Regions from separate parts of the Mus musculus genome. Here regions 2, 3, 4, 5 and 6 are each linked to region 1. A link is a contact called in public promoter capture Hi-C data. All regions are on one chromosome and are shown on one strand. Each heading gives the region's core, a stretch centred on a gene start, on an enhancer-like site or on the middle of the called end of the contact. The rest is flanking DNA. Distances are from core to core; before and after follow the strand shown.

Region 1 (2,939 bases), core at 201-2,700:
ATTCTTTTACTCACTATGAAAAGAAATTACAAGAATTGTCACAAAATCCTGCAAAACATGATAGACCTGATACATACACATACATGTGTATATATGAATATGTGTATATGTGTATATGTATATGCATATATGTATATATGTATGTATGTATGTACGTATGTACGTATGTATGTATGTATATATGTATGTATGTATATATGTATATATATATGCATATATGTATATACGTATATATATGTTGGGCGTCCTGACACCCTTATTACCAGGACAGTCTCTCTGGTAATGAGGCATGTTAGTTAATTGAGAAAGCCTCCTATATCCTTGGAAAGTACAGCCACCTGTGAGAAGTGACCTGAAGTGTGACAATGGAAGGTATCAGACTCTGAGTTACCCTTAATCAACAACTTGCAAGAAATCAGAGAATTCCAGACTTCTTACTGACCTCAAGGAACCAAAATGAGCACCCAGAACCTGGCTCCGCCCTGGCAGACATCTTGAGTTCTATGCTGGGCTTTGCAAAAAGCACTTAGCCTGTGCCTAAACAGAATCTGTAAAATAAAACACCTATTGTGTTTAAAGCAACTCAGTTTGTGCTGATTTGTGATGAGGAAACAGAAAATCAATCCCTGCTCCTTACACATGAATACATTAAATCTCAGATGACTCAAACAGGGAGACTGAGGCAGCGGGATACTCCAAGTTGGCCCAACCTGGGTTCCATGGGGAGTACCAGGAAGCCCAGGGAGACTGCTAGGGCTAGCATACGAAGAGATTGGGTGGGGGGATGCATTTCTGCAGTAAAGCATAACTTGTCTTAGCCACTGCAATTTCAGGGCAACTACAATTCATCTGGGTTTTTCTTCACATTCTGCTTCTAGCTCTGGAAGCCTGAAGTAGGGCCCCGATTCGATTCGGCACCTAGGAGAAAAACTATTGGTGGGGATGTTCAACATTTATTGGCTGTGCACACACCCCAATGCCCCTACTTATTGATCCCTATCCCAGCTACCCGTTTACAAAGGATCCTCAAGAGACTGAGTCAGGCATCTTTTTCCCTGCCACTCACCACTCAGACCTCTTCCCTCTGTGGTCCACCGAGTACTGGCCACTGGGGTAGGTGGGTCTGTGCTCCACTGCCCATTGAAAGCTACCTCCTAGTGCTGTCCCCTCAGCTCCGCTCCAGCTCCTCTTTTGGGATACTCTGACCTAGGCACGCCCTACAATCCCCTGGCGAGCCCAGAAGCAACCCCCTGGCCTCACCGGGAAGCCCAGACCGGGAACCTGGACCTGCTACGTGCAGAGAACCGCTGGTCTGCGCAGCAGGTATTGAGCGCGCTGGTCCGCGCTGCAGGTAACAAGCAAGCACACAGTCGACCACAGGAGACCTAAGACCAATCGCTAGCTCCAAAAAGTGGCAACTTGTGAGTCTCTCAGGCCGCCTTTTATAAGTGAAGGATAGTTTCGGTTTCTCTTCTGCTCCCAGAAGCTTTAAGTTTCGGTTTCCATTCATCACTAATCAAAGAGCATTTGGTGAATGCAGCTTTGCGCATCCTTTGGTAAAGTTAGTACTGTTAAGGTAGGAAAACCAGAGGCTTTGGGATTCTTGAGGTAAGGAGGAGGATTTGACAGGGAAATCTGGAGACATCTAAGCAAGGCAACATTGGAGAGGCTGTAGCAGCAGAACTCCGGGCGCTGTGCCAATTGCTCCTACTGTGCTAACGACAGCAGGAGGACAAAGCCTCAACAAAGCCCAGACACCTCTACCTTTTCAGGTAGTATTTTAAAGGTAGGTAGGAATTTGAGATTACATGAGTCTATTATTGAAGCCTGTGATTAATCCATTTGGGATCTTCTTTAGCCGAATGGCACTACTAAACAAGCTGAAAATGGAGCCTACTTTTATCTCAGCCTTAATAACTTTTCTTTCCTTTGATTTTGTTTGATTTGGTTTGGCTTGGTTTTTTACCTGTCAATACCTGAAATTTGGGTTTGAAAGCTGGCTTGCTTAGTATCCTATGCTTGCTGAACTTTAGGAAGGCTCTAAATATGACAATTCTATTTTCAATATTGGAATTCTAGAAAGTGGGGGACTCTTGCATTTGGGTGACCGTGACAACAATGGGACCAAAAGCTATTTTGTCAGGCACTGGCAGAACTCTCATCCATGGGGAAAGAGCAACAGAATGCAATGTGTTGAGATAACTTGAGAAACATCCATTGTTTTGAAGGCCATTAAGAATGGACCCTTCCCTCATGGTCAGCTTTTGACCTAGCCCCTGTTTCCTTGGTAACAGTAAGAAAAGGTCCCACCCTTTCTGTCCTCCTTTACATTAAAATACTACCTGAAAAGGTAGAGGTGTCTGGGCTTTGTTGAGGCTTTGTCCTCCTGGGTGAGAAAATGTCACCCTTTCCTGTTCCCTCCAATTTAAGTCAGCGACCTAATTCCTTGAGACTGTGGTAACTGTGGTAATAGATACTGCACGCATAGCCTAAACCAAGGAGCATGATATAAGTGGATTATCTCAGGTGGGCCCAAAATAATCATAAGCAGGTTCTTAATGTGGTGACAGAGGCAGAAATTCAGGCTGGTAATTTGATTACATATGTAGTCTTCTAGCAAGACTCTATGAAGATGATGGAAAACCACAAACCAAGGAATGAAATTGAAATAATCTACTCCAGGTTACAAATCTCCATGCTTATTAAGCCAACTGTGAGCACTGTGAGTTCTTTACACAGCCAGCTGACCAAGAGTAAGCTGGCACCTCAGGAGAGCTCTCGGTGGAGAAAACAGGGTTTTCAAGTCAAAAGTCTACAATTATAGCACACAGGGGGTAGGCTGAGGACATGTCACATCAGGATATATATATATATAATTTACTGGAGCAAGGACAACTCTGTGGCCACCATTGAGGGATATGTCTCCCTCACTGTTAATG
Region 2 (2,799 bases), core at 41-2,540, 2.9 Mb before region 1:
GCCCAGGGATCATGTCTTGGTCTTTTCTGTAGCTACATTACAGAGCTTATTTCAACTAGTCTTGTGACTGTACATACGATCTACATGGGTCAACTTCCAAATTTAAGTTCACTCCGGACGCTACTTCTCCTGAAGCCTAATCCATCGGAATTCTTACTGAGCACTTTATCATCTAGAATCTGACCACTTCTTTCAATCCCTCTGACTCCAGTTCAGCCATCTTTCTTTTGTATTTTGGCTAGACTAAACTTGCCTGCTCCCTTCCCTCCGCGAGTGTATCACTTATACAACTAACGGTAACCATTTGGCCAGTAATGGTCTAGTACTGCCTCAGTTACAGTAAGTAGAGAGTCTCAGACCTTGCCTTCCTTCAAGCCTGGAATCCTGGCTCTACCCCGAGGGTGCCTAGACAGTAAGTTTGGAGTGGAACTGAAGAATTCCCATCTCTAAGTTCCCAGGTGTTTCTTCCGCTAGCAGGCATTGGTGGAGAATTCGGAACCCTCCTGCCTTTTCTCAATGTGACAGGCATCTTGCTGACAGGGATCTTCACTGATTTTGCCTTAGCCCTGGACATTCACCCACCCCTTGAGTGGTTCAAGGTTCATGTTAATTCATCTTTGTTTAACTGATACCCCAAGAGGCCTTCCGGACCGTTCCTCATCAAACAGCACGCCCTATCTCACCGCCGTTTCTTCTTCTTCCCAGTGGACATCCTGGGCTCATTGTTTCTCTTATCACGTCCAGATGGGCAGCTAGCTAAGCTAAACGACCCACGTTTGCTCAGTCACGTCCCCAAGCTCAGCCTAGCAGGTGCTCAACTCAGTTGTCCAAGGACCAGATTAGGAACACCCAGGAAAGACGCCCGCTAGCTTCGGGCTTGGGACACTGGTCAGGCCGATCTATCTCGTCTTGCCTCGGTTTCCCCCTTCGGAAAGGCAGTGAATGGTCTGCCCTCCCCCGCATCCCCACGGGGGTGGGGGAGGCACTCGGACGCCAAGACAAGGATGTGAACACACCGGTGAATCAGAGCAAGCGGTGCACCGGAGAGCACCCCTTCCGCGCGAGCCCTCCCCGCCTCCGAGCTCCCAGCCTCGGCCCCGGGTCTACTCCCTCCCCCGCGGGCGCGCGCTCGCCCGTCCGCCCGCCGCCTCCTCCTCCAGACGCCGCGGAGGAAGGGGCGGCGCCGAGGGAGGGGTCCCTCCGCCGCGGGAGGCCGCAGCGCCCGCCCGTCACGGCGCCGGCGCCGGCCGGGAGAACCCGGAAGTGGCCGAGCAGCACGCTCGCCCGCTCGCCTGTCCCGCCGCCGCCGCCGCCGCCGTCGCCGCCCGGCACTCGGGGGAGCGCGGGAGCCGCGCCAGGCACACGAGCGCGCGGGGCCGACGGGCCATGGCCGCGGGGGCCGCCGCCGCAGGTGGTGGCGCGCGGTGAGGAGCGCTGCGCCCCCTCGGGGCGGATGGAACGGGGCTGGGCGGGCGGACAGTGCCGGCGTCCGCGGCTGGTATGGTGCTGGCGGCGGCGGTCGCTGCCTGCGTTCTGAAGCCCGCGAGGAGCCACAATGGAGACGCCGCCACTGCCTCCCGCGTGAGTGAGCGGGCGCCCGGGCGCGCGGCGGAGGGCTGTACGGTTGCGGAGGGCGCGCGGCGCTGCGGAGGACACGCCGCGATCGCGGGGGGTGGCGGGCGAGGGGAGGCGCGGGGCGTGACGGGGCGCGGCGCCCGCAGTCCGGGGGGCGACCGCGGGACCGGACTCTGCCAGGCCGGCCGGCCGTGGGTAGGGGCTTCTTAGTCCCGGGGCGAATTGAACGTTCGGGATGGAGCTGTGCGTGGGGCTTGGCGGGGTGTGCGCGCGCGGGGAGTGGTGGTGGTGGTGGTGGTGGGCTACGATCGCCCTGTCGGTACCCCACCTCCCCCCTCCCCGGAATGCATGGGCTGCTGCTGCCCATCTCGCCTACCCCTTGCTAGTAGGGAGCGAGAGGAAACTGGAAAGTACCAGACGCCTGGAGTCTAAAATGAATGCAATCTGAGGTTGCTTGCTTCTTGGAATTTCTAATAAAATTAATATCCAAGGAGCTTTTACATCACTCCAAATGAGCTGCGGCCGTTTTAGGGCATGTGATCTCCTACCTGGCACTGCAGAAAATCTTTTATCCAGAAATCAGAGCATCTCTCGTTCCCTTGGTACCCGGGGCACGTTGGTAGTGTTACCGACCTGTTAGGCACAGGTGTCTTTTTTCCTTGGTGCCCAAGTGCATTCAAGATCACCTGCAACAAAATTACTTTCTAGAAATAAGAGCTTTAAAGAAAAAAATCATGTGGAAGATGTTATTCTGTACAAGGATTTTTGTTTTTTGAAAAAGTGGCCTGTAAATCTTCGGGAGTTTGAACGTTTCGTCCTCCCCACCCCCACTCCCACCCCACGCCACCTTCATCAGTTTAACCTTTATGAAGGAGTACAGAGTCCTTTGGATCTGACTTTCAAACCGCAGACAAACCTCTCTCCAAAAAGGGTGAACCTTTTCATTCGATCTGATTCATGGAACCTTATCGGTTTTCAATGAGATTCGGCTAGCCAGTTTCCTTCTATCACCGTTGTCGTCACCAGCCTCTTGTGCCTATTTGGCAGGATTCCAGCTAAAATAAGGATATTTGGTTTGGGCTGAACATTTCTTTTTCTTGTTCTTTTTGTATTTTGTATTTTGAGTCCTTTTATGAGATCACATGGGATGATAGATCCACAGTTTCTGTATGTGCAGTGTTTTGAGCTTGAGTGGAACAGGTCGTGGGGATCTGAAGAGTGGGT
Region 3 (2,700 bases), core at 144-2,643, 2.0 Mb before region 1:
ATCAGAAAAGGACCTAATAGCAGTTCCATTATAAAAGAGCTTAATAATCACAGATATAATTTTAGGAATTCTTATAGGATCATTATTAAGACTTAAGTCATTTATTTTTCTACGTAGCATCACTATAAGCTAGTACATCTTAGTGAATCTGCAGAGATCTGCTCCAAAGGGCTGTGCTATTACTTACTGATTATTATGTATGTTTAATAATAACAGGAAAACATATTAATAGCAGGACTCTTTCCTAAAATGAGTCCCTTACAGCCTTGCTTAATAAGGGCTCACCTGTTGCAGATTATATAATAATCTGAAGCAGGCCATTTCAGGATGATCACCTGCTAGTATTTAGCTTGTCTCATTATGGCTTCTGACATCTCTTCCCTTTGAAATATAAATGAAGCGTATATATTTCCCTTAGAGCAGTCCTGATAGAAGACCCTAAGTGCTTGAAGATGGCTGGAAGAAGAAACAGAAGGAAAATAACTAATCCTATAATAATTCCCAAATTTAAAAGAGAATTCCATAAAGAAAAAAGTTTAATTTGTGTGTGTGTGTGTGTGCTTAAGAGAACTATAAAGCAAAATTGGACATCCAAATGTCAATGGTTCTTAAGGGCTAATCTTTGTAATTTTCTGGTCTTGTACGACTTTAACAAAAATCACTGTTTCTGCTTTTGTAAACAAAAGCTTGCTTTGTAGGAGTAACAAATGCTCATAACCTCTAAACTCCCTATTTGTATCTGTTTATTTATCTATTTATTTATATATTTTGGTTTTTCAAGACAGGGTTTCTCTGTATAGCCCTGGCTGTCCTGGAACTCACTCTGTAGACCAGGCTGGCTTCGAACTCAGAAATATGACTGCCTCTGCCTCCCAAGTGTGCCACCACTGCCTGGCTTCTATTTGTATTTTTAACATAATGGATTAGAGCAGTTTTTAAAAATCCTTTCTCAAAATTATATATATATATATATATATAATAAATATATACACACACACACACACACACATACATACATCACGATTGGAGGGCAAGGGTGCAGAAACCAGATTCAGACAAGTAATCTCACAGTGAGCAACACAAAGTCCTGAGAAGGTCTTGAGATGCCTGTCAACCCTTAGGGTGTCAGACTTATCCATGGCGTCGCCTTTTCTGTTAGAGCTGGTGGAGATGGCTATCACAGGTTCAGAGAGGCACTGAGAACCTTCTCCGGCAGCGGCAGCGGCAGCGGGTAGCATCCCGGCTCGGCTCAGGGAGCACCACTCAGAGCTTACAGGGCATCCCGCCTCTTACATCTTTCACCTATGTGCTGCCTTCTCTGAATCTGATTGGCTGGAGAGGCTACTGCTGTCTCCCGCTGAGTTTAAACCTGACTCCTAGGCTTCGGGAATTGTCGAGGTCCTCAGGCAAGTGTGGGCACCCACAGCTGAAGGGGTCGCCAGGCTGCGGGGATAGCGAGGCCTGCGGAGCCCGAACCCTTCTCAGCAGCTACTCCTGGCACCTCCTGCAGCGGCTTGGAGGGCCCGGACGCTGAGGCCGGACGCGGTGCTGGCTTTGGATCAGGGCGCTAACCTCTGTTCTGCCTTTGAGCTCCTAGCTGGGCAGACGGTCACAGTAGCTTTCAGGTCAGTATTGGGAGGGAAAGGGATCTAGGTCCCCGTGACCAGGTCTGAAAAGGCTGCTTGCGTGTAGATACGGATGCTATCTCCAGGCAGGGCCTCTGCCTAGCTTGTTTAGAACAGAACTAAAAGCTTGGCTCAGATCTGGGTATTGGGAGCTGACACTTAAGGAATAGAGAGGCGCTATAAGCTAGGGGATGGCATGGCGGGGGGGGGGGGGGGGTCCACGGGAGGGAGGAAAGGAGAGTTGTTCCATCAGGGTCTGTTTATTTCCCCGCCCTGGGAAGTGGGGTCAGAGGATAAGAAGAGGTCACAGCAGAAGATCTGCCACACAGCTGTGGATGAGTCTGGGGCATTTGAAGTAGGGAAATTTGAAGATCTGCAGTTAGCCTCCTTGCTTCTCTGCTCAGATTGCGAGGTGAAAACCAGCATTTAGCCTACCTACTTCCCTGCAGTTTTACGTTTTCCTTTGGGCAAAACTTCAGAAAAATTGAACTTTAATGTTGAAATGTTGGGAGGAAACTTCCTCCCTGTTGCAGAAATTCATCCCCCAAGCCATCTTCTGTCAATTGCTTGACACCTTTCTTTCCACATCTGCTTAATGCTTTCAAACATGACCATTTTAACATGGGGCAGATTGTTTTCTACTGAAAAGTCCTTTCATGTCTTCACATTTATTTACTTAATTTTACCTGTAATTCATTTTTTACACTCCATATTCTATTCCCCGCCCCTCCCCACCCTTCAACTGCTCCACATTCCACACCTCCTCCACACCCCACCCCACCCCATCTCCACGTGGATACCCCCACCCCAGCTGACCTCTAAACTCCCTGGGGCCTCCAGCCTCTTGAGGGTTAGGTGCATCATCTCTGAATGAACACAGACCTGGAAGTCCTCTACTGTATGTGTGTTGGGGGTCTCATATCAGCTGGTGTATGCTGCCTGGTTGGTGGTCCAGTGTTTGAGAGATCTCCAGGGTCCAGATTAATTGAGACTGCTGGTCCTCCTACAGGATCATCCTTCTCCTCAGCTTCTCCCAGCCTTTCCCTAATCAAACAACAGGGGGCAGCTGCTTCTG
Region 4 (2,700 bases), core at 189-2,688, 2.8 Mb before region 1:
GAAGCCATTTCTCCAGCCCCCGAGACAGTAATACTTATTTTATTTGTGAAATTCTCAAGATGAGCTGGATGCCTACAGTTGCTCCCCTTTTTGGTCTACGTTTGTTCCTGAATGTGTGACAGACAATTTTTGCCTGCCTTCTTCACTCAGTGCTGGTAACATTCTGTGCCTTAGTTATAGCACTCTGGTTGGTTAGGATTTCTCAGGGGTGGGAATGGGGTGGGTGAGGTGTGGGCGGCCATGTCTGTCACAGGTCAGCTTTCGGAGACAGGGGGACTTCTGAGAGCCACAGAGGCCATATGACGACCTGTTGTCTTGCTAATATCACTTTCTAAGCAGCTGGACTCCCTTTGTCCTCTAGCTGCTCCTGAGACCAAGGAGTCAGTAGGAGAAGGCACTTCCACTGTTTCAAACTTCAGTTAAAACAACAACAACAACAACAAACCAACAACAAACCTAATGAAACTATTATAGACCTGGATTCCTTTCCTTTCCAGGTGACAGATTTATTCAGGACAGGGTATTATTAGACAGCAGAGAAAGAGGCATCCGAGGGAAAATGTCCCTCATGAAACATTCCCCAGCTGGTCTTCATTCAGTCTTTCTTTTTGGTGGTCATACTCAATGATCACGTGTTCAGATCCGTGCTGATGTTACACCCAAATGGCAACCTTTGTAGAGTAACATCTGCTGCAGATGTTGCTCCAAAAACACAAGCCCTGCCCAAGGGTGCTCATTTAAGCCCATGATTTTATCCGTTTGCAGTCACTTTGTGAAAGGGATGACAATATATATCATTTGTCTGTATCGGATTTTTCTCTATTTCAGGATTGAATCAGAATGCCAAACGAAATCCTTTGTCTAATTCATGAGCAGAGTCTTTTTTTTTTTTTCCAGGATATCACAGAAGATGAGTGGTATAGGTCCTGCTTGTAAAGGACACCGTCTTATCCCATTTCTTTTTTTTTTTTCCCCCTAGAAAGGTTTTGGAGTGTGTCTGAATACAATTAAATGCAGGATCTGTAAATTGGTAGAAAGCACCTTTAAATCAAAACACAGTGTTCTGGCTTCTAGCCAGACCTTGCTGTAGATGAAATCGCATCCCTTAAGTTTCCACTATTGCAGTGATGTCCAGGCAAGCAGCGGGTTGTTTCTTACCCCCACCCCGCATTCTGATGCATCTAGGTGGAAATCAAAAGGCCCTGTTAACAACCCAAGAATGTGTTTTCTACAAGGATGATCTTGGGTCGTGGTTCCCTCTCATTAACAATAGCCTTCCTAAGTCAAGGTCTTAGCTGTCATTCCACCTGCGTGGTCCCTGGCGCCATTTGGCTTTTGACGTGGGTCTGAACCAAGAAATAAACCCAACATCCCTGGCGGCTGCTTCGCCTGTGCCTAGCCTCCTGGCTCCCGCTCCCCGGGGCGGGTAGTGCAGCGCGCAGAGCCGTCGCGTCGCCGCTGTCCTCTGGGTGGCCCCAGAGCGCACCGTTCATTGAGCGGTGGAAGGTGAGGCGAGAGGAGGCTGGTGCTGAGCTCGCCAACTCCACCCGGGCCCGGGCAGACAAAAGAGGCCGGCAGTGCAGCTCGCGGGGACGCGATGGCCGGGCGCGGAGGACGGGTGCTGCTGGCGCTGTGTGCCGCGCTGGTGGCCGGCGGGTGGCTGCTGACGGCTGAAGCCCAGGAGCCCGGGGCGCCAGCGGCTGGCATGAGGCGCCGCCGGCGGCTCCAGCAAGAGGACGGCATCTCCTTCGAGTACCACCGCTATCCAGAGCTGCGCGAGGCGCTGGTGTCCGTATGGCTGCAGTGCACCGCCATCAGCAGAATCTACACAGTGGGGCGCAGCTTCGAGGGCCGGGAGCTCCTGGTCATCGAGCTGTCTGACAACCCCGGGGTCCATGAGCCGGGTAAGTGCTCTGCCCGCTGCAGGGGCTCCGGGGACGGGAAGAAGGAGAGGTGGGCCCCAAGTTGCTTCCCGGTGGAGGATGCCTGGATGGAAGGTGGAAAGTGGGAAGGAAACGAGCACCAGCCTCTCCCTATCGTTCGCATCTCCGACCCGTTTTTTTTTGTTTTTTTGTTTTTTTTTTTTTTTTTTTTGTGAACATAGGCTAGAGGGGGGCTGGAGGCACGGGGACAGGAATAACAGGCAAGCAAATCCCAGAGCTGAGTCCCCGGTGCTCACCGTCACAGATGGGTCAAACTCTAAACAGAATAAAATTGTGAGTTCTCAGGAAGGCAAACACCTTCCCCTCAGACACGAGTGAAAAATAAGGTGCAGAAGGAGAGGAGCCAGGAAGGAGGTCTCAGAGGAGCCAGGAAAGAGGCTTTTATCATTTGAGAATTTCCAAAGGACCAGCTTATTGGGTGCTGCAGCTCTTCCTACCTTCCTCTGTGTTTGTGTGAGCGTTAGGTGCACTCTCTGGGGATGCTGGCGAATTTTAAAAAGGATATTGATGATCTAGATGTCGTGTGGTGTGCATATATGTAGATCTTCCTACCAGGATAGAAAAAGATGGTTTCTAACAGGCATACAGATTCTGAAACCATGCATGGCCTTACTAAGGGAAAACAACAGTACCCCCCCACCCCCACCCCTCCCCGCGTGCTTTAACCACTCTGAGATGACTAGTTCACGATTGATCACGTTTTATCTCCTGCAGTCATCTTGTTAGGCATTTTCCGTCAGAGTATGTTCAAGCACGT
Region 5 (2,865 bases), core at 363-2,862, 2.3 Mb before region 1:
GCTATATGTAGGATGCACTTTTGCTTAGCCCTGCAGGAGCAACACCAGCATTAATTATACAAACAGCTTTTCTGTTTGGGTTGATCATGACTCAGCAAGAAATTTCGAAAGCAGTGTCTTTACCTCCTTAGCAAGCTTTTTTTTTTTTTTTTTCTGTTTTTTCTTTTATGTTTTATCTATTTAAACCCGCGGTCTGGGTCTGCTCTGTATGTCAGGATTAGATGTTTAAGATCTACAGGCAGAGGTCATCATTGTAGTGGTCATCAAGAAACTCCAACTTTGCCAAGCGAGAAACAATCACCTCCAGTCTACCTCCTACCCTTTTCCTTCAAGTAGAAAACAGTATGTTGTCCAGATTATCTGCTTGCTTTTCTGCAGCAAGTATAGAGTAGTCGCATCTCCAAGCCAAAGGTGGTTTTTTCCTATCCTAAGAGAGACAGATAGGCAAAGACAGACAGACAGACAGACAGACAGACAGACAGACAGACAGAGGATTCCGATATTCATGGCTCCCTGGCTCCTTACTTTTGCCTAAATGGCTACTTGGAATAGAGATGGGTTCCTCTAATAAAGATACAAAGGCACCAGAAGACAGTCCCTGCTAAAGTGACAGTAAAAGATATTGTTAGAAAAGGAAAGCTCTCAGCTCTCTGGGCTCCCGGAAGCTTGGGGGTGGGGGAAGTCGTCTCACCTATTTTGGAAACTACTTACAGATGTGGGGAAACCTCGGAATTGCTCACACCAGGGGCTTTTTTGCAGAGATTTCCTCTGATTTTTTTTTCCCTTCCCCAATTTCCCACAACCTGTGTTTGTCTTGAGTCTGCTAGGCTGAGGAGTGGTTTACCTCTCTGATCCAGCTGCCGGCTCTTACACCCTGTCCTAGGGAGGAAATCAAACAAGTGAAGCCGAAGGGTACTAGGAGGCGCTGGGCATGGGCGCCAGAACTGTCAGAAAATTTGCGAGGCGAGTATTCCAACTTCCCTTCCTGCGCCCACGTGAGCCCTAGCTCCAGCCCATCAGCGAGGGCTTAGCGTTTCCTGCTGGTGCGATCTGGAACTCGATTTTTTTTAAAAAAAATTAATTTCTCTAGTTCTTAGTAAAACTTTGTTGGTTAGGAGACTGCCTTTGCACAGATGCCTGTTTTCTTACCCAAACAGAGAAAGGTCAGATACTTTTCCTTCCACTCTTGAGGTAGGAAGGTTAAACAGCAGCAAGGGAAAGAAACACACATCGCCTATTTATCTGGGGGTGGGGTGGGGGCAAGATAGAGAGATTTGCAGCGAAGTTGTCACGATCCCTCGCGCCACCCCCGGTCTGGCGCTCTGCACTGACACGTACCTCATCTATTAATTGCTGTTCGTGGACGCAAATGCGGAATGCATTCGGTTTTTTATCTTTAGTAAAATAGAAATGGAAATGTCAGCGCGCTCGTGTCTGTTTGTTTGTATAAGGCTATCAAACGAAGTCAGAGAGGAGGCTGTGGCCCGGATCCTGACCCTGATTGTATGAATAAGTAAGCAGGATGCGAGTGATTGGGTTAGATGCTGCGAAGATTTTTTTTTTTTTCAAGTTAGGAAGAGGGTAAAAAGACAGCCTAGAGGGGGGGAAAGAGGCACTCCAAATCCTCACACCCCTTTGCTCTCCGGGCAGTCGGGAGCTTCCCTAGCTTCGGCAGGCTTTTAAGGTCTGGCGGCGTAGAAATGCCTATCCCCCACCCCCTTCCTCGGTCTCCCCTTTCAGTTCAGATGTGCTGATGTGCAGACCGGATTCATCTTCCCCGAGCAGCGGCGGTGGCAGCGGCGGGCGCAGGCGGCTGCAGCTCGCTCTCGGCCGCGGGGTCCTGACAGCGGCGGGGGCGCGGCGCGGGAGCCGGAGCTCCGGTGGCAGCTGAGCCCGCCGTGCGCCTCTCGCCGCGGCCGGTCGTGATCGCGGGAAGTTCGACCGCTGGAAGGACGACCTAGACCGAGCCGGGTTGGCTGCGGCTGCCCTGCGCCGAGCTCCTCACCTGCCTTCCGCCCACCCGCGGGCCCCCGGCCAAGTTCCCCAGCATCCGGGGGAGACAGGGAGACATTTGCCCTCTCTAGCGTCCTGAAGACATCCGCATGTCTCCGGACACCTGAACATTCAGGTCTTTCCGAGGAGCTTCCCAGTCGGGATAAGAACACTGTCCCTAGAGCCCCGCATATCCACGCGGCCCTCCGGGTCTGGTCCCCTCCTTTTCCTCTAGGGGAGGAGGATGGGTTTGCAAGCGCTCTCCCCGAGGATGCTCCTGTGGTTGGTGGTCTCGGGTATTGTTTTCTCCCGGGTGCTGTGGGTCTGCGCTGGCCTCGATTATGATTACACTTTTGATGGGAACGAAGAGGACAAAACGGAGCCTATAGATTACAAGGACCCGTGCAAAGCTGGTAAGTGCCTGTCTAAGTTGGGACTGTGGTGCGCTGCTGGGGACCAAGACGTTGGAATCTCCTTCAAGAGGCAATGAGAGCTCACCTGTTTCCTTCTCTCCTGCTCAGCCCCTCCATCGTTGCCCCTCCTCTCTCCCTCTCCTTTTTCCTCCCGGCTCTCCACCCTGCGCGGCGGCCCAAGTTCCCTGGAGTTCTGTGCTAGTAGGATCAGATGCCAAGCACTGGTCCCCCATCGCTTAAGGCAAACGTCCCGTCCTGTAGTTTCTGATCCCTCCCCCATCCCCTGTGAAATTAAACAAGTCATAAACACAGCTGGCTTCTGTGGGTTTTAAATGCCAGCACGCAGCGGGTTCAATGCACCAGGAAGGGACAAGACCTCCGCTGTTCCAGGACGAGGTTTCCCAGAGTTTGTTCATATCCGAGTAGGCAGAGTTTTCCAAAAGGTGGGTGGAGATGGCAT
Region 6 (2,700 bases), core at 69-2,568, 2.8 Mb before region 1:
AAAGATAGTTGCCAGGCTCAGTCAGCACAAGCCTGAGCGTATGAGGTTAACCCTCAGCAGCACAAAGCAGAAGGAAGCACAAACTCCCCTTGTGAACACACACTCACAGACAGACACTAAATGAGATAAAAAGAATAGAACTTTGAAAAAAGCTTCACTTATTAAAGTACGTGGGGGGCAAGATGGATGATCCAAGGCCTGAGGACTAGAGGTCAAGGCCGTCCTTAGGTTACGTATCCAGCTCAAAGGCCAGACTATAACTCGAGACCTGTCTTAAGGAAGATCGAAATCTAATACACAAAATTGTCCATTACATATAAATTGTCAGGTTACCTTAATATCATTTTCATATTTATGTCTCAAAAATATTATTAACATGAAAATTTAATTCCTAGTTTTATTAATCTGATTACAATAAATATTAGAAAGTGATTTTTTTAAAAACTCCAGGGTAGCCTAAAAAAAATCCAACTTACATCACTGATTTTGTTTTTATTATTTTATATTATTTGAAAATGTCATCCATCTATACAGTTTATCTTGACCATATTTTCCCCTCATTCCCCAACTATAACTCCCTCAAGCCCCATCATACCTATCTGTCTATCTCTCTGTCTCTCTAGCTTTCTGTGTCTCTGGCTCTGTGAGTGTAAGAAAAAGGATACATTAATAAATTTGAAGAATAAATTTAGTATGTAAAAATTAATTATTTATAATGGAATTCAAACTATTATAACTAAACTATATGATATGTGGACCAGTTTAAAGTGAAAATAAATGTAGTATTCATACTAGTATAAATAATAAGAAATAAGTGTCATTTTCAAAAAAAAAAGAAAGATCGAAATCCAGAATAAACTACAGGAAAGCAAGACCAAAAACTCAAATCAGTCTTTAAAACATATATACCACTTTTTTCCCCGGGTTCTGGATGAAGCCAAGCCAATGTGAGTAGCAAGATGCTACAACCCAGCGCACCCACAGCACTGGGCGCCTAGGAACCCACCGCTTGGTTGCCAAGGCGACGCCGGGTCCGCGCGGCTGCCCCGCCCCGTCACGCCGTCACGCGCTCGCGCGGCGCCCCGCCTCCAGCTGCGCTGCCGCGCGGACGACTGGCTGGCCGCGCGGGTCTCACTATTCTCACTCCATCCGCGCAGCCAATGACTGGCGCCGCTAGGGCTTCGTTGACTTGAGTCACACGCTGCCGGGCCTTAGCACGGACCAATCACTGCACGGCGAAGGCAGGGCGGGAGTGGGGCGGACCAATTACGACAGGCGAGCCGGGGCCCGGCCTCCGGGCCCTGCCCCTGAGCCGGCAGAGGTAGTGAGGAGGCCGCTGCACCTGCCAGGACTTGCGCTTAGACCGCTGTCTGTCGCGGGGACGCCAGGTAAGGCGCTCTCTAGCCTGATCCGGGTGGAGGGCGACTGAGACGGGGACCAGCAGGGTGGTGTCCGGCTGAGGCCGGTAAGGATGCGGTGGGAAGAACCTGGGTGGGCTGTGCGAGACTCCAGGCAAGGAGCCTAGGTTCTCAAGTGATGCAACTGGAATGACAACACTTCCTGCCCTTTAAAGAGTTTGCAATCACCTGGAGTCTGGTTCATTGACTTGAGTCTTAAAAACTTTTTACAAAAACACCATCACCAAGTGGGGGAGTAGGGTGTGTTCTGTGTTTGTGGATCTAGGAAGCTGTCCCAGAGGTATTGTAGGATGTGGCTCCATGTGAGAGAGGGGTGCATGGACGAGAGGTCTGGGCTTCACATTAGGAGAATTACCCGCGCTTGAACCATGAAGGTTTAAACTTATGTTTAAATGGATCCTGACCCTGTGCCTAAGGCTTCTCTAAGCTGCAGTGCCGAAAGAGGGGCTGGGATCGTCAGCCAGGAGTTAAGTTATCCTACGAATACATTTTTTTTTTCATCCTTTTTATTTTTTGAAATCCGAGGATCTAGTCTACCTGATTCAGATCGAATTTCCAGGCAAGCAGGCTGCTCAAAACTGAAAAGGCAGGATATTCATTTCAGCAAAGCCTGCTTTCCCCTCTCCTGTCTGATCACTTTATCTGACACTTTGTTTAAAACTACATGCCCTGTTTTCCTCTCCTCATTACGGAGCGTGAACTTGAGGTAACTGAACGCTGTCTCAGCATTGTGTGGAAGTTGGGAGACTTAGTCGAGGATGCCGAGTTAGAGACTAGAACAGCTCTTTTGGAGGTGATGAAGTTTCTCAAGTTAGGCATTAAAGCGTGTTTGCGATGGGCACCTGAGGCACTGTAGGATGCATTCAAGTTTGATCCAGGCCAGCAGCCTTTTGGGTAATCAGAATCTAAATCAGGATAAGAGTTACAGATGATGGGTATCAACCAGCATTCCATGAGACTAGGAAAAATGTCAAATGGAGAAATGTCAAATCTTGATGGTTGCTGAGTGTGTGGGCGAACACTGGTAATCTCAGCAGGGTATCAGGAGTTCAAGGTCGTCCTTAGTTTCATAGTTTTAAGCCCAACTTAAGACACAGATCTTGAGACACAGAGAGACAGGCAGAGAGAGAGAGAGAGAGAGAGAGAGAGAGAGAGAGAGAGAGAGAGAGAGAGAGAGAGAGAGAGGAGAGAGAGGAGAGAGAGAGAGAGACAGACAGACCTGGGGCACTTTGTGAAATTTTTTTTAAGAGTAAGTTGAGCATACGGATAGAAATAGAAAACG

Evidence for each region. Promoter capture Hi-C pulls out the DNA fragments that hold promoters and counts their contacts. Capture Hi-C pulls out chosen DNA fragments and counts their contacts.
Region 2: a contact with region 1 is called in a promoter capture Hi-C map of pre-B cells. The contact joins the promoter of Klhl2 here to the promoter of Ddx60 in region 1. A contact is called at or near these places in 3 of 39 promoter capture datasets (the C10 cell line, liver and pre-B cells) and 1 of 9 other capture datasets (adipose tissue).
Region 3: a contact with region 1 is called in a promoter capture Hi-C map of hippocampal neurons, with 9 times the contacts expected there. The contact joins the promoter of Sgo2b here to the promoter of Ddx60 in region 1. A contact is called at or near these places in 3 of 39 promoter capture datasets (the 3T3-L1 cell line, hippocampal neurons and liver).
Region 4: a contact with region 1 is called in a promoter capture Hi-C map of embryonic stem cells, with 9 times the contacts expected there. The contact joins the promoter of Cpe here to the promoter of Ddx60 in region 1. A contact is called at or near these places in 2 of 39 promoter capture datasets (embryonic stem cells and liver).
Region 5: a contact with region 1 is called in a promoter capture Hi-C map of hippocampal neurons, with 4 times the contacts expected there. The contact joins the promoter of Tll1 here to the promoter of Ddx60 in region 1. A contact is called at or near these places in 3 of 39 promoter capture datasets (cranial neural crest, embryonic stem cells and hippocampal neurons) and 2 of 115 datasets of contacts at active chromatin or transcription factors (astrocytes and embryonic forebrain).
Region 6: a promoter capture Hi-C map of adipose tissue shows a contact between it and region 1, with 2.6 times the contacts expected there. The contact joins the promoter of Msmo1 here to the promoter of Ddx60 in region 1. A contact is called at or near these places in 2 of 39 promoter capture datasets (embryonic stem cells and liver), 2 of 484 Hi-C or Micro-C datasets (CD4 T cells and muscle stem cells), 2 of 115 datasets of contacts at active chromatin or transcription factors (bone marrow-derived dendritic cells and large pre-B cells) and 1 of 9 other capture datasets (adipose tissue).

What each region holds. Positions count from the first base shown.
Region 1 is chr8:61,926,598-61,929,536 of GRCm38.p6, reverse strand. Ddx60 (DExD/H box helicase 60) reads right to left here and starts at 1,450. Exons shown (of 38, transcript NM_001293783.1): 1 at 1,261-1,450.
Region 2 is chr8:64,848,415-64,851,213 of GRCm38.p6, reverse strand. It overlaps Klhl2 (kelch-like 2, Mayven), which reads left to right and starts at 1,290. Exons shown (of 15, transcript NM_178633.3): 1 at 1,290-1,581. The coding sequence starts at 1,556.
Region 3 is chr8:63,950,863-63,953,562 of GRCm38.p6, reverse strand. Sgo2b (shugoshin 2B) reads left to right here and starts at 1,393. Exons shown (of 8, transcript NM_001195687.1): 1 at 1,393-1,625.
Region 4 is chr8:64,691,847-64,694,546 of GRCm38.p6, reverse strand. Cpe (carboxypeptidase E) reads left to right here and starts at 1,438. Exons shown (of 9, transcript NM_013494.4): 1 at 1,438-1,904. The coding sequence starts at 1,598.
Region 5 is chr8:64,204,755-64,207,619 of GRCm38.p6, reverse strand. Tll1 (tolloid-like) reads left to right here and starts at 1,612. Exons shown (of 21, transcript NM_009390.3): 1 at 1,612-2,405. The coding sequence starts at 2,237.
Region 6 is chr8:64,732,196-64,734,895 of GRCm38.p6, reverse strand. Msmo1 (methylsterol monoxygenase 1) reads left to right here and starts at 1,318. Exons shown (of 6, transcript NM_025436.3): 1 at 1,318-1,388.